Regions from separate parts of the Pan troglodytes genome. Here regions 2 and 3 are each linked to region 1. Evidence: chromatin contacts called from public Hi-C and HiChIP or PLAC-seq data. All regions are on one chromosome and are shown on one strand. The core of a region is the stretch at or near the end of the contact, and the rest is flanking DNA. Distances in the headings are between cores, read along the strand shown.

Region 1 (2,691 bases), core at 118-2,617:
GAAGCCCAGTATAAGATAAAGCCCTGAGGAGCTGCTGGTGGCTTCTTGCCCACAGCTGAGCAGGTGGGCTCCAGGGTAGCCAAACAGGACCAGGGTGACCGCTGCTTCCAGGCTCTGGCTGAATCTCAGGCCTCATGTGATTGAGCTGGGGGAACTCTTTTCCTGCCTTTTCTTGTGAAATGTAGTCAGAGCCCCTCCAACCCAGCCACCCCCAAATCACACAGTCAGCTTCTCCAAGAGGGCAAAGCCCCAGGTTAGAGTGAGGCTGGGGGACACCTTTGCCAAGGTTACTGAGATTCAAGGAGCAGAGTCTGATGCCTCTGGAGCTGAAGTCTTGGCTCTATTACCCAGCTCTGGGGGTGCCCACCTAGGTGCCGAGGACTGTGCTGTGGGATTTCAAAGCCACAATCAGACCCCACTGAAAAGTGAGTTGGTGAGACCAGATCAGCTCCAGCGGGAGGAAGGGATACAGGGGAAGGCACTTGATGGGAGGAAGCTCTGGGTTTGACTCTGCCTACACAGGAACATTGCAGGGATTGGTGGTGCCTCTTTTCCTCTCTCTGCTGTGATGGATATGCCCCAACCCCTTCCTGCCTCCTAAGATTGGAAACCCCTCCTCTGATCCAGGCATCCTCTCCCAGGATGCCTAGAAAGCTCCCATTTACTCTTGCCACCAGCTCCTTGGGAAGAGAGGGGCGGGGGCATGCTTCCAGGCAGGAGGTATTCCCAGCACCTTACTTGGAGGGATTTTTATTTGGTTTAGAGGGTAGGGGAAGGTGTCTTAGAATTGGCCTGAGCAGATGTCTTCAACATCTGTGACCACCATTCCTGGTGTGGGCGTGTCCCAGTCCTTTTGGACACTGGATCTGAAGAAAGGAAGCACTGACATGGAGGGCCCTGAATCCCAAGCCTGCTGCTGCTGGGACCCTTAAAGTTGAGGTGCACCACAAGGCTCACCCCCATGTGTTTCAGGAAGTTTCCAGTGTCTTCAGGGCTACTGGGGCTAGAGTGGGCAGTGCTCTGAGTACCGTTTAGAGCCAGTGCTGAGGGGATAGGGAGCCAGCAAGTCAAGTGCCACATCCTGACCTGGAGAGGTGCCCTGGCCCAGTTCCTTCTCCAGCTTTGTGATGTTGCCTTTGTTTCCTTCCACTTGGATGGAGTCCCACCACCATGGTAATGTTAAGTAGCACCAAAAGCTCTACCCAGAGCCTACTATGTGCTTTACGTCCATTCTCAGACATTCTTACAACACGGAGGCATTTTTCCTGCTTTACAAATGAGGAAACTGCTCAAGGAGGTTAAGTAACTTACCCAAGGCCTCCTATGTTGAACTAGGACTGGACCTTTACTCTGTCTGACCCCAATATCAGGAGGAGCTTGCTTTTTCCCTCAGCAAGCTGCCTCTGGGAGCCCTGGAAGGCTCCAGAAGCCTCCGGGTCTGAGGAGGCTTCTAAAAGGGCCTCACATGCCCCAGGAGCCACGTGGATACAGAACGAGGGTTCCCGCTCTCAGAGAGTTGGTCCCCAGTTCCCATGCAGGGAGTGGAGCCTCTGAGCACTGCCAGAACAACAGGCAGGGTTCTCGACAGCACAGAGCCTCACGCAATGTGCAGGCAGGTGGTGCTCTCGCTCCACCACGGCACCTCTGCGGTCTCTGCAGCCGTTTGCATTTCCTGAAACCGGATCTTAGTGTCAGAGCCGCCCCCAGCCGGGCGGGCGCCTCAGCCATGGCCCTGCGCAAGGAACTGCTCAAGTCCATCTGGTACGCCTTTACCGCGCTGGACGTGGAGAAGAGTGGCAAAGTCTCCAAGTCCCAGCTCAAGGTGAGGGGCACCCGGGACCCGGGGGAGGACGGCAGATGCACCACACCAGCCCCTGCCGCCTGGGAGCCAGGTGTGGACACTGTGCCACTCCAGGGGCACCCAGCCATCCAGCGTCCCGGGCCTGGGGTCGGGGGGCTGGTCCTGGGTAACTGGGCCAACGTAGCCTGGTAGATGCCGCTGCCCACCCTCCAGAGACCTAGTGGAGTGTGTGCAGAAACCTTGCGCAGAACTGGGCCCCACAACTGGAGGCCAGGAGGTTCTGAGGGCCATTATGGGGTTCTGAGGGCCAGGAGCCAGGCCACATCCCAGACTCTGTGTGATGAGCACACACACCTCCACAGAGTCATGCTTGGGCACGCAGTGTGCTCTTTCTTGCTGCTTCCTCCTGACTTTCAAGAGAAACAGTTAGCCAGTGCTTGGCAGTCATTTCCTCTGGAGCTGAGAGAGGCATAAAGGGGCCGCCCCCAGTCCCAAACCTGTCTGGCCTGTCTAACCCTGCCCCCCAGGTGGGACAGAGCTGCGGAGTGGGTGAGGACTGAGGACCCTATTATACTGCTACGCAGCTCACCCCCCTATCCACCACACATATCAGGTTGGGAAACTTACCTTAGGCCTTGAGACCTCAGGTAGGGAAGGGGGAGAATCTAAGCCCAGGAAAATCCCAATCAATGATTGTCCTGAAGTCAATCATCTGGCCTAGACAATTTCTGGGAGGCCAAGGAGTTTTTCTCTCTTCCTCCAGTCCTCCAGTAGTGCTGCCTTCCCTACCCTAGTTAGTGGGGAGGAAGCAAGGCCCTCAGCCACTAGAATCAGCGAACACTGGGGGAAAGGAGCAAGGTAGGCCTCAGCTCTCTAGGACCTGCCATAGG
Region 2 (2,691 bases), core at 117-2,616, 170 kb after region 1:
AGTGGACATGGGATGCTCCAGGAGGTCTGGGGTACCAGTGGGCTCAGATGAAGCTCCTGTGCTCATGTATATTATGACCTTCTGTGTTTTTGTTTCTGACTTGAATAATTTATCAATGGTGTTGAATAAAAGCATGTTCAATAATGTCTTTTTCTTTTTGAGTCGGAGTCTCGCACTGTCGCCCAGGCTGGAATGCAATGGCATGATCTCGGCTCACTGCAACCTCTGCCTCCCCAGTTCAAGCGATTCTCCTGCCTCAGCCTCTTGAGTAGCTGGGATTACAGGCGCATGCCATCATGACCCACTCATTTTTGTATTTTTAGTAGAGACGAGGCTGGTCTCAAACTCCTGACCTCAGGTGATCCGCCTGCCTCCCAAAGTGCTGGGATTACAGGCGTGAGCCACCACGCCTGGCCAATGTCTTATTAGAAGCAGTACCTTCCTTCCCATGAATTCTGGGTATTGAGCCCATCCGCACCCCCTCCACCTCCCTGCTCAATGACAAGGAACATCTTTTTCCTGGTGAGGGGAAGGGTGTAGGGTATCTTATTCACCCTCTGAGGGCCAAATAATGTGTAATACCACCCACCCCATCCTATAGGAGCTGCCCCCACCAGGCAGGGGGGTAGGTGAGAATGGGCATCTTAAAGGTGGGAGTGACTCAGTCTGGAGTTCGGGAAGGGTTTTGGGCAGATGAATCCGAGGAGAGATCTGAAGGGCTCTGGGGGTTACTGTGGCTAAGAGGATGAGACCCATTGGACAGAGGAAAGAGCAGAGAAGACACCTTATGGGTGTGCAGTGCTGTGTGCCTGTTTTACATCCTTGTATTCCTGTAGCACCTGGCTAGACGCCTTATTCATAGCAGTCACACTTAAAACGTAGATGTTATCAAATTAACTATCAAGTGAAAGTTCACTTAAGGACTTTCCCAGCTCTACCCCTCTGCAGGCGTTGAAAGGACAGGAACAGAACTTTTCCGGACACTTCCCTTACCACGAGTCCACGTTAGAGCAAGGTGCTGAGGGAGGGAGGTCGGGCCAGGCTTCCTTTTGAGAACATAAGCTGGTGCGGAGGGCGCGAGGGGAGAGGGGTTTGAGGGACAAGCGTGCCGGAATCCACGTTGTCAGTGAACATCACTGGGCTGTACCAGTACGTGTGACTACCGAAGCTCGAGCCCCGAACCCAGCCGCTTCCCTAGGGGTCCAGCAGCAGCGGGCGCGAATCGGCACATTACCGGGGGACCGCGGGGCGCTCAGGACTGCGACAACTCTGTGGGTTACCGCGCCGGCCTAGCGGCCCAGCGACGCCCCCCAGCGGCCAGAGAAGGCCGCGCTTCTCGGGGTTGGCCCACCCAACCGCTCTGCGGGTAGGACAGAGGAGCAAAGCATTATCGCGAGATCAGGGCCACTATTTGAGCGCATGCGCAAGACATGCTAGTCTCTTTTCCGGTTAGCGCGGCGTGAGAAGCCATGAGGTGAGTTGGTCCTGAAAGCCCTATCCGCGTTCATCCGCGCCTTCAGGTGCCCCGCCGAGGGTTCGGATCCTGTAGGCCGCGCTGCGGACCCTTGCGCCACCTTCGCCGCGGACCCTTGCGCCACCTTCGCCGCGGGGCATTTCTCAAGGCGGGTAGGCCTGCGGGTCGCCCTTTCTACCAGGTCCGATCACTGAGAGCCTCCCTCTTCCACCGGGGCTTGGGTCTGGGTCTGAGCTCCCGTCGCTCCACTTGGTGTCCGGAATCTACGGGGGAGTCCGCCGTGGGCCGCCCGCCCGTCTCGAAGCCTAGAGCCTCGGAGGCTTCCAGGCAGTCCGAGCGTGTGGACTCCGCGGCCCTGAGCGCCCTGTCGCTTCTCTCCCGCAGCAGCAAAGTCTCTCGCGACACCCTGTACGAGGCGGTGCGGGAAGTCCTGCACGGGAACCAGCGCAAGCGCCGCAAGTGAGTGCCGACCCTGGGGCACGGCGCGGGTGGCGAGGGCCGGCGGGTGCTTAACCCCCCTCCTCTCTCGAAGGTTCCTGGAGACGGTGGAGTTGCAGATCAGCTTGAAGAACTATGACCCCCAGAAGGACAAGCGCTTCTCGGGCACCGTCAGGTTGGCACCGTTCTGATCCCACCCAGCCCTCAGTGCCCCCGTGCTTGCCCCTCCTCTGCAGGCTCCCGCTGAGCCGGAGGCGGGCACGTCGGTACTGATGTGCTAGGGTAGTTCAGACCCCCTGCTCCGGGCAGGCGCGGCTGGACGGACCCCCACCCTGGGTCTTAAAACATGAGGGGAGGCGTGGGTAGGCCTCGGCCGAGCCCGCCGGCCAGCCTGAGAAGCCAGGCTGGCTGCTGGTGAATGTGAACGCTCCGGGTAAGGCTCGGTGGCTGCTGCGGTCCCAGACCCTTCACCGGCCCTTGGGACCCAGGGCTAGGCGTAACCTGTTGGTGCTGTCCCCCAAAACGCAGGCTTAAGTCCACTCCCCGCCCTAAGTTCTCTGTGTGTGTCCTGGGGGACCAGCAGCACTGTGACGAGGCTAAGGCCGTGGATATCCCCCACATGGACATCGAGGCGCTGAAAAAACTCAACAAGAATAAAAAACTGGTCAAGAAGCTGGGTGAGTCCGGCCGCTGTGGTTTTGCATGTGAGATGTGTGGTGGGGGCGGTAGAAAGGCTTTTCTGCCATTTTCGATTTTTAAATGATGAGGGGCCTAGAATA
Region 3 (2,691 bases), core at 141-2,640, 150 kb after region 1:
TATTCATCAGGTCCCACTCCTCTAACAGCTTGTCATTCGAAGACCCAAAACATCCCCTGTAAAGTTAGAGCTGCTTACCTGAAACAGAAGGTGTCTGGAAGAAACTTCTTTCTTGCTATTTTGGCATTTGCAAAGCAGCCATTATCTAAGAAATATCACTAGTCTTTCCCGACATCTCCCTTGAAATCATTTTGGCTCAAATGGAGATCAGATCAAGCTCAAGATACTCCCATGGCTTTCCATACTATTCAGAGTGAAAGCCCAAGTCCTCTCTGTGACCTCAGGCCTTTTAAGATCTGACCTGGTTCCCACTCTGATCTCAACTCCTATTACTATCCAGCAAGTGCCCTCCGTTCCAGCCATGCTTTTGCCCCAGAGCCCCCCCGCCCTCCACAGGGAGGACTGAAATGGTCTTCTCACAGACTTCTGTCTGGCTTGCCAACCTCATCTTCACATTCATCTTGCCTGACCACCCTATTTAAAAGCACTTCGTGCTGTGTGTCGGTGTTACGTTCTTTTTGAACACTTATCACAAACATTGTTTAATTAGCTTTCCGTCTCTCCCCAGTTGTGTGACAATGAGGGCCAGGATCTTTGTTTTGTTCCCAGTATCCCCAGTCCCTAGGTGCTCAGTAAACATTTCCTGAATGAAGGGCTGTGTGTGGCAGCAGAGCTGGGACGGGAAATACACGCTAGCCCCCAAAGCAAGGTTTAGGAGGCACTGTGGGGCTCTTCTCGCTTATTTCCTACGCTTTGCAGTGATCTCACCCTTAGCTGGAAGCCAAGTTCTCCAGCGGACTTCCTTAAACTGAACCCTAGGAAGTGGAGCCACACCTGGCCCCCTATAAACTACCCAGAGCAAGGTTACTGCTTGGTCTTTGGGAGGAAGTTCAGAAGAAAGTCTTTGGCCGTATTAATAGTGTTAGGTTTTACTGTGACCATGTCATTCTCAGGGATGTTTGTATATCAAATACTATTTCTGGAGAGGACTGAAACCCAAATGATAGCACTTTTGGCCTGTGGAAGAGATGAAGCTAAGTGGGGTGGTAAATTGTGGTCAAATTCTATGGTGAAGTCCATGACAAGCAACATGCCGTCAGCTTAAATACAGCGCGGGTCCTCTAGCACAACAGAACCCCTGACATCCACTCCATTCCACTACTTTGGGGAGTGATGAAGAAAGGGAGAGGGTTGGGGTCGTCAGCGGCGGATCCACCCCTCCATCAACCCCCGCCCCCGCCCCGCTCCAGGCTCCCTGGCCCGACACCGCCCACAAACTAACCACTTGTTTTGTCCACGCCCCCTCCCATGGGCACGCCCCAGGCCTTGGCCCCGCCCACCTACTCCGGCTGGAGTTGTGCCCGGCCCTGCCCCTTGCGACCTGCCCTCGCGCCGGCCTCACGTTCAGGCTCCGCCCCCGGCCGCGCCTCCCTCCTTCCCTTTCCGACAGCGCGGGAACGGCTGCGGCTTCGGGCGGCCGGGCTTCTCCGGTCTCCCAACGCCGAGGAGAGCTTGTAACAGGCGCTGGAGCTGGCCCGCCGCCGCCGCGTCAGGGACGGCGCTGGAGTCCTCCGTTCCCCTCAGCCTCTGAGCTGAGGCCCCACACCAGAGTAGGGGGCGGCGCGGCACCCGTGCCCCGGCATGGCGACACCGGACGCGGGGCTCCCTGGGGCTGAGGGCGTGGAGCCGGCGCCCTGGGCGCAGCTGGAGGCCCCCGCCCGCCTCCTGCTGCAGGCGCTGCAGGCGGGGCCCGAGGGGGCGCGGCGCGGCCTGGGGGTGCTCCGGGCGCTGGGCAGCCGCGGCTGGGAGCCCTTCGACTGGGGTCGCTTGCTCGAGGCCCTGTGCCGGGAGGAGCCGGTCGTGCAGGGGCCTGACGGCCGTCTGGAGCTGTAAGTCCTCGCCCGCGGCCCCTTAGCAGGTATGGGAGGCGTGGGGCTGTCGGGGGACCGACACACACAGAGGTGAAATAAGCCCCTTCAGCGACGGCCTGCCGCGCACCCTATGAGCAGGGGCACCCTTCACTGAGCACTTGCTGTGTGCGGGACATCGAGGATCCGGGAACTCGAGGCACACGCCTTCTGTTCGCTGTAAAGTATAGTGATGATAAGTGGAGGCAAATCACTTTTGATCGCGTACTTCCATCTCTAAAAAACTGGACTCGCACGTCCAGTGTAAGTATACTTATGTATAAAGTGTACACATGTGTTAAAATACGTACATTTTAAAGTACAAAAATAGATATTTAAAACGTGATGGTGGAATACATATCCGCTATCCTGGTGGCTGTATGCTCTGCTTTTCAAAGCATAACGTTCACTTTAAGGCAAGATTGCTTTCTCTAAGAATGGTAACTGTGAATCCATATTTTAGTGTTCTTGATAATTTCTGGCTCTTGGATGACATTGAACTTTTTTTTTAACCTCTCTGTGGCTGACGAAGAATTCCTACTAGGAGCAGAGGTGTCGGCCCTGCCATTTTATTTGGTTGTGTTTCTGTTATTGATATTATCTCCAATTTTTTGGCAGGCATTCTTTTAAGCCACGTGCTTATTTGTGAGGACAACTTTTGTTTAAAAAAAAAAGTACAGTATCTACAAATGCACTTAACTAGCAAAGTTAACTAAAACACACAGAAAAACGAGTGGGTGAGGTGCCATGTTCAGCTCCTAGTGGGGCCAGCCTTCCACTCCTC

The links. A called contact is a pair of places that touch in the nucleus more often than the background predicts. HiChIP or PLAC-seq counts read pairs in DNA pulled down with a chosen protein or histone mark.
Region 2: an H3K4me3 HiChIP or PLAC-seq map of stem cell-derived excitatory neurons shows a contact between it and region 1, with 6 times the contacts expected there. The contact joins the promoter of RPL10A here to the promoter of DEF6 in region 1. A contact is called at or near these places in 1 of 7 Hi-C or Micro-C datasets (induced pluripotent stem cells) and 1 of 1 datasets of contacts at active chromatin or transcription factors (stem cell-derived excitatory neurons).
Region 3: a Hi-C map of induced pluripotent stem cells shows a contact between it and region 1, with 3 times the contacts expected there. The contact joins the promoter of FANCE here to the promoter of DEF6 in region 1. A contact is called at or near these places in 4 of 7 Hi-C or Micro-C datasets (induced pluripotent stem cells, a lymphoblastoid cell line and stem cell-derived neural progenitor cells), 1 of 1 datasets of contacts at active chromatin or transcription factors (stem cell-derived excitatory neurons) and 1 of 1 other capture datasets (stem cell-derived neural stem cells).

What each region holds. Positions count from the first base shown.
Region 1 is chr5:41,171,042-41,173,732 of NHGRI_mPanTro3-v2.0_pri, forward strand. It overlaps DEF6 (DEF6 guanine nucleotide exchange factor), which reads left to right and starts at 1,368. Exons shown (of 11, transcript XM_518424.7): 1 at 1,368-1,822. The coding sequence starts at 1,466.
Region 2 is chr5:41,339,043-41,341,733 of NHGRI_mPanTro3-v2.0_pri, forward strand. It overlaps RPL10A (ribosomal protein L10a), which reads left to right and starts at 1,367. Exons shown (of 6, transcript XM_009451114.4): 1 at 1,367-1,474; 2 at 1,859-1,933; 3 at 2,007-2,087; 4 at 2,441-2,589. The coding sequence starts at 1,470. It overlaps FANCE (FA complementation group E), which reads left to right. Exons shown (of 9, transcript XM_016955324.4): 9 at 1-144.
Region 3 is chr5:41,322,863-41,325,553 of NHGRI_mPanTro3-v2.0_pri, forward strand. FANCE (FA complementation group E) reads left to right here and starts at 1,391. Exons shown (of 9, transcript XM_016955324.4): 1 at 1,391-1,889. The coding sequence starts at 1,642.